Regions from separate parts of the Sus scrofa genome. Here region 1 is linked to region 2. The links are chromatin contacts, called in public Hi-C maps. All regions are on one chromosome and are shown on one strand. The core of a region is the stretch at or near the end of the contact, and the rest is flanking DNA. Distances in the headings are between cores, read along the strand shown. Region 1 overlaps POU6F2 (POU domain, class 6, transcription factor 2). Region 2 overlaps POU6F2 (POU domain, class 6, transcription factor 2).

Region 1 (2,798 bases), core at 124-2,623, 380 kb after region 2:
CAGTGTTTTTACCAATGGAACACTGGATACAGAAAGTTTCTCTGCCACACTCCTCTAAAGTTGGATCATTTAAAATCAGAGGACAGCTCCCTGTTGAAGCTGGCCTAGAGCTACCACACTGTCCAAGTCGCTTTCTGTCCATAGGGTTTTGTTTTTGTTTTTGTTTTGTTAAGCTTATCTTTTTAACTGAATGAATGGCTTCCTTAATAAAGCAGTCTATGCAACGATGCTGTGCTTCTTTCAAGTTCAGACGCACGATTAACCTGAGCTCAAGCAGTTTTCTGTCTAATAAATGCACACACATCCATACTGAGATGTGAGGGTGTGTGTATATATATTTAAGTACATATACATCAGGTAAACATATATATATGCACAGGTTAGTATGTCATATATGTGCATACCTAACACACAGATTCAGTCTTATAAGCTTATGGATACCAGAAAACAATTAAAAGCACGTGCTTCAGGAGCAACTGTTCTGAAAGCCTCCTGTCATTCTATCCCGTAAGCGCCCCTCCAGCGGGGACATCTACCCTCCATCCGTCAGTCACGCGCCTCCCCAGCCTGCTCCCCTTCTGATTAGAGATCACAGTTGCCTGAGTTGGCTTACAGAGTGTCATCTGTTTGAATGACAGATGTCTTTGCTGGAGTGGCACTCCGCTTGTTCCTGTTTTGTTTATGAAACAAAGATTTCTAACAGGATCGGGCTGCCTCCACACTTAGGACGAGGCTATAAACTCTGGCCAGAGGGGAGAGGCAAAGGGGAGGGGCGCCAAGGACCTATTTTCTGTCCTCCTCTCCCCCCTCCCCCGTTTAAAAGAAGAGATAGCCATTCTGACTGCGATTATGAAATGTTTGTTCTTCGAGCACTTCCCGTAGCCACCTTTGTTTACCTGGCAGCGGACGCCGGTATTGATATTTTTCAGTTCCCCTCTCTGGTCTTTTGACTACAGATAATAACTCTTTACTCTCCTTCCCCTTAACAAAAGGCTGCGAAGCAACCCGAAACTGAGTCGATATTTATTCAATAAACGTTAACCAGTTCTCACAATGGAACTGATTTCCTGATGATACTACCATCTTCTTCTTCTTTTTCCCCCCAAATGATTTCTCGCCTGCGGACTCAAGCGAAATCTGACCAGTCCAAAGGCGCAGGAGGAAGTTCCTTGTTGGGAAAAGTTTGGAGGACACCCTCCCGGCCAGTGGGCCTCCGCCTGGGGGTGGGGGGGGTGGGCACCCAAGATGCCAAGGTCCTCTTTGGGTACTTGGAAGAAACTCGCACGAACAGCCCTGGGGTGGGGGGGGAGGGGGGTGCGGGTGCTCTTCTAGGCAACACGGTAGGAGCGAAATGAAACACCTAGACGGACTCACCCAAGAGCTTGCTGGGAGTGTCCTCGCTGTCATTGGATTCCACCGGCGCAAGCAGGGGCTCATTCAGCTCGCTGTCTGAAGTAGCAGCCTTGTCCTCACCTCCCAACTCTGCATTCATTTCACTCCGCACTGACAGCAAGGGCTTGCTGACTTGTCCAGCTATCATTGGATCCTAGGATGGGGAAAAGCGGGAAGGGAGGAAGACGAAGTGGCCGCTTTAGTGTGAGCGTGTCCTCGCTCCTCTCTCCCTCTCTCTCCCCACACACACCCTCTTCCTCTCTCCCTCTCTCTTATCTCTGCCTGCTCCCGCTGTTAGTGCTGGCTGCAGTCAAGTGAAGAGCTATTACAGAGCCGAGGAGTTCTCCATTACTCCCTCCCTATTAAAGCTCAACTAGCATGTGAGAGATGCAGGAGGCTTCCGAGAGAGGAGGGAAAAAAAAAAAAAACAAACTTCTTTGAAAGCAACCTAACCAACGCAGCTTTAATTGTGGGACGTGCTTTTGTGTGACTGTTTTTACACCTTGCGCCTCTTCAACGCAGTAAGGGGGGGGGGGAGAGAAAGAAAAAGAAAGGAAAGGAAGAAAGTGCGGGGTTGGTACTTTGGCCACAGACTCAAAAGGAAGGAGCACCCTACGGAGGAGCCAGGGGCTATTTTAGGAAGCCCTCTCCCTGGGGGAGAAGCAATTAAACCCGATCCCAGAGCAGAGAAAAGAGAGAGGGAGAAAGAGGCCCTCCGGAGGCTTTCGCTGGAATGAAAGAGACGTCTTATGTAAATGCCACCAGCGCCGCCGAAGTTGACTCCGCTGGTCCCAGATCCGACGGAAGCTGACCCCACCTCCGAAGAACATCTGAAAGCGAACCATACACGACAAAAAGACATGAACACGGGTTGACATTTTTTTAAAGGAATCGGAAAAATACTTACAAACTGTGTTCAATAGCTCGGATACCCAGAGCATCATACGCCCAGAGCATGAAAGAAAACAAAAAGCACCTCCGAAAAGGCAAACTTGACACCCCCCCAATAATGTAAATCTGCTTGATCTTCAGCTCATTAGGAAGGCATTTTAGGATCAGCAATGTTCTCCAAGTGTAGCCCTTTATTCCACTTGCCAACTAAGACGCATGATACTGTTGTGGCACAGATATCGGAGGCAGAGGGAAAGAAAAGCCAGAAGCGCCCTTTTTGCGTGATCTGGGAGCTATTTATTGCCAAGTTCATGCCTAAATGGTTCCTGAGCAGGAAACAGGTGACCAGCGCAGGAGCAGGTGTGGCGCAGATCCCCTGTCCCATCATGACATTGGTTGCGGTATGCCTGTGGTGATGGTTTTTTTTTTAATGTATTCATGCCTGAAAAGTGAATTTGATATGACACATGATAATCTATGAAAATGTTAATCAATACAAATAGTTTAAGCTGTCA
Region 2 (2,700 bases), core at 179-2,678:
AAGAACTAAACATCTGTCGCCCAATGGCCAGTTTCTCAAGGACTTTGAAACAAAGCTGTTCATATCAATGGGGGGCTTAGCGCTTATGTAGATTCTGTCATTACAGGGGAGAGGGGCTGCGTCACTGGCATCAGCCAGGGAGGGTACGCTGTGCTCTCCTCTCTCATTAAAACAGAGTCCTGTAGGACGTTCACACGCCACTAGGCCTAATCTCGCTGGGGGAAGACAGGTGCAAAGTGGGCGTAGCCACAGCGGTTCGTCCGTCCGTACTTCCCAGGCGACTCCTGGGAGTCCCAGCGAGTGCAGAGAAGGAGCAAGAGAAAGAGAAGAGGGTTCCAGCCTCTGTGGAGTTCGCTGCCTGCAGGCGGCTGGGGCCCAGCCTTACCAAGGAGACACGATGCGAGGAAAATACCAGGTCGAGGGTAGTCAGGACTGACCGCGGGGCACCCGCACTGGAATTTACAGCGGAGGCGAGGTGACGGGGAGGGTACATCTGTCTGGGATGTCTCTGGGACATGTCACTGGGAGGGCCCCGCCCAGCGGGCAGCTTTTAGAGAATACTCTGGTCGGTGGCAGCCGGGTGTGGGCGGGCACCGCTGCAGCGAGGCAAGCGGGGCTGTGGGGCCCTCGAGGGTTTGAGTAGCAGGAGGAGGGAGCTTGTGCTGGGAGTGGGGACTTTCGTTTAGGACATTGAGAATCTACGTCCATGGGCAGGGGCCGAGGGTGGCTATAAAACTGATTTGGCTGCTTTTTCTCCCCAAATTCACCCCAGAAAGCTGGCATCACTCTGTTAATGAGGATTTGTTTGGGTTCTGCCTGGTGGGTGATACCTTCTGGATTTTTTTTTTTTTTTTTTTTTGGCTGCACTGTTCCCAGGCTAGGGGTAGACCCTGAGCTGCAGCTGCCAGCCTGCACCACAGCTACAGCAATGCCACATCTGAGACGCTTCTGCCACCTACACCACAGCTCACAGCAACTCTGGATCCTTAACCCCTTGAGCAAGGCCAGGGATTGAACCCGAGTCCTCATGGACACTAGTTGGGTTCGTTACTGCTGAGCCGCAGTGGGAACTCCTGCCCTCTGGATCTTAATTCCCACCAGCAGAGCAGTCTGGGGCAGCTTGGAGGGTTTGCTAAGGATTCTGGGAAGTCACCTCCACGCACAGAGCAGCTCTGAGCCCCTTCTCCATTTCTTCATTTAAAAATTCCTGGAGTAGAAGTTGCAGATGAGCAGCTTGCAGAGAACACTCAGCTTTTCGAGTGCTTCAGTCTGGGAGAATTACTTGCCAACATTAAACCCTGGGAAATTTCCGGAGGACATTTGGGTTTCCTGTTTTGAAAGGCTAGAAGATTTGGCGGCCAGGGCCGCGTCTGCGCTTGGGCCCCGTCAGTGGGAAGTGGTCCCGGCTGCGCCTTCAGCTCCTCCTCCTCCTCCTCCTCCTCCTCCCCTCCCCTGCAGCCTCCTCAGTCCTGCCGCCTTGCCGAGCCCTTTCTGCTGATCCTGCCCGTGGAGCGTGCACCCCCCAGGGGGCGGGAGTGGGTTCGGAGGTGGCGGTAGGGAGGTGGAAACGCCTTCGGGCAGTGGTGGTTGTCTTCTGAAAGGGCAGGACGAGCACAAACGGGCCGACCCCGTGCTGGGACCGATGGGACCGCTTCCTGGGGCGGGGGCGGGCAACTCCGAAGAGCCCAAACGGGCTCCTTGTTGTGGGAGAAGGTCCTAAGGAGAGAGCAGCCCGGAAGCTCCGCTGTAGAACAGAGCGGGACACGTGGCACAGGACAGCGCAGGTAGGGGGCCTGGCCACTGTCCAAGAGAGAATGAGGACCCGGCCGGCCTGCGGCTTCAAAACCAAGAGTGGGAAGTGGAAGCCGGGGCATTTCCTTGTCACGGATGGTTTTTAGGACAGTGGTTTTCTTAGTGCAGGAGGTCTTGGAGTCACCGATGGGGCCTGGGAGGGCTGTTTTTAACAAGCACCGCAGGCCATTCCGATGCCTGTGGGGGAACCCCTGACCCCCCAGACAGGAGCTTTCTCTGTGGCTCTGGTCTGGTGGAGTTGGGGCGTGGCCTCCTTTGACCCTTCATTATCCACAGACCCTACCCGCTGTGTAGGCAGCTCTGCAGGCACCTTGGCTTTGCCCTCCCTCCACCGATCCCGTGATTTATGGCAAGTGGCAAGAGTCTGGGGGTCAGTGGGCTGGGGTGGCCAGTGGAATCTGGAGTTGGGGGGGAGGGTTTTTCTCTGAGCAGAACTAAGCAGGTCCTGTGGGGGGTACATTCGTTGCCTTGTGTCGGCCCCACCTCTAGACGAACATGAACTTGAGTTAGGCTGGAAGGACCTGCGAGGTCTGCTCTACTCCAGTCCTAATTTGGCAAAATGCAGAAGCCGGCGGGTTAGGCCTTGGGATGCAGCTTTGGGTGAGTCCATTCTATTTCTATCTTCCCTTCCCTGGCTGCCTTTATTGTTGTCTCCTTACTAGTTCCTCGAGACTAGCAGCTAAATCCATGTGTGTGATTTGTGCAGGATGCTTTTGGCCAGATCACTAATAATAACCAGAGTTGAAAAGAAAGCTGTGGGAGTTCCTGTCGTGGCGCAGCAGAAATGAATCTGACTAGGAACCATGAGGTTTCAGGCTCGATCCCTGGCCTCGCTCAGTGGGCTGAGGATCCAGCGTTGCTGTGAGCTGTTGTGTAGGTCACAGACTT

The links. A called contact is a pair of places that touch in the nucleus more often than the background predicts.
Region 1: a contact with region 2 is called in a Hi-C map of liver, with 3 times the contacts expected there. The contact joins two enhancer-like sites. A contact is called at or near these places in 1 of 5 promoter capture datasets (liver) and 9 of 47 Hi-C or Micro-C datasets (brain, embryonic fibroblasts, fetal liver and 5 more).

What each region holds. Positions count from the first base shown.
Region 1 is chr18:55,137,683-55,140,480 of Sscrofa11.1, forward strand. POU6F2 (POU domain, class 6, transcription factor 2) reads right to left here. Exons shown (of 10, transcript XM_021079083.1): 2 at 1,375-1,546. Among named protein-coding and RNA genes, the nearest start is that of POU6F2, 93 kb to the right of the region's middle. Within about 2 kb of position 1,374, at least 2 of the 83 cell types and tissues checked have an H3K27ac peak or open chromatin away from gene starts, as enhancers often do. A contact at or near this core is called in liver, where this site is marked.
Region 2 is chr18:54,754,498-54,757,197 of Sscrofa11.1, forward strand. The region is part of intron 8 of POU6F2 (POU domain, class 6, transcription factor 2); the gene reads right to left. Among named protein-coding and RNA genes, the nearest start is that of YAE1D1, 93 kb to the left of the region's middle. Within about 2 kb of position 1,429, at least 13 of the 83 cell types and tissues checked have an H3K27ac peak or open chromatin away from gene starts, as enhancers often do. A contact at or near this core is called in liver, where this site is marked.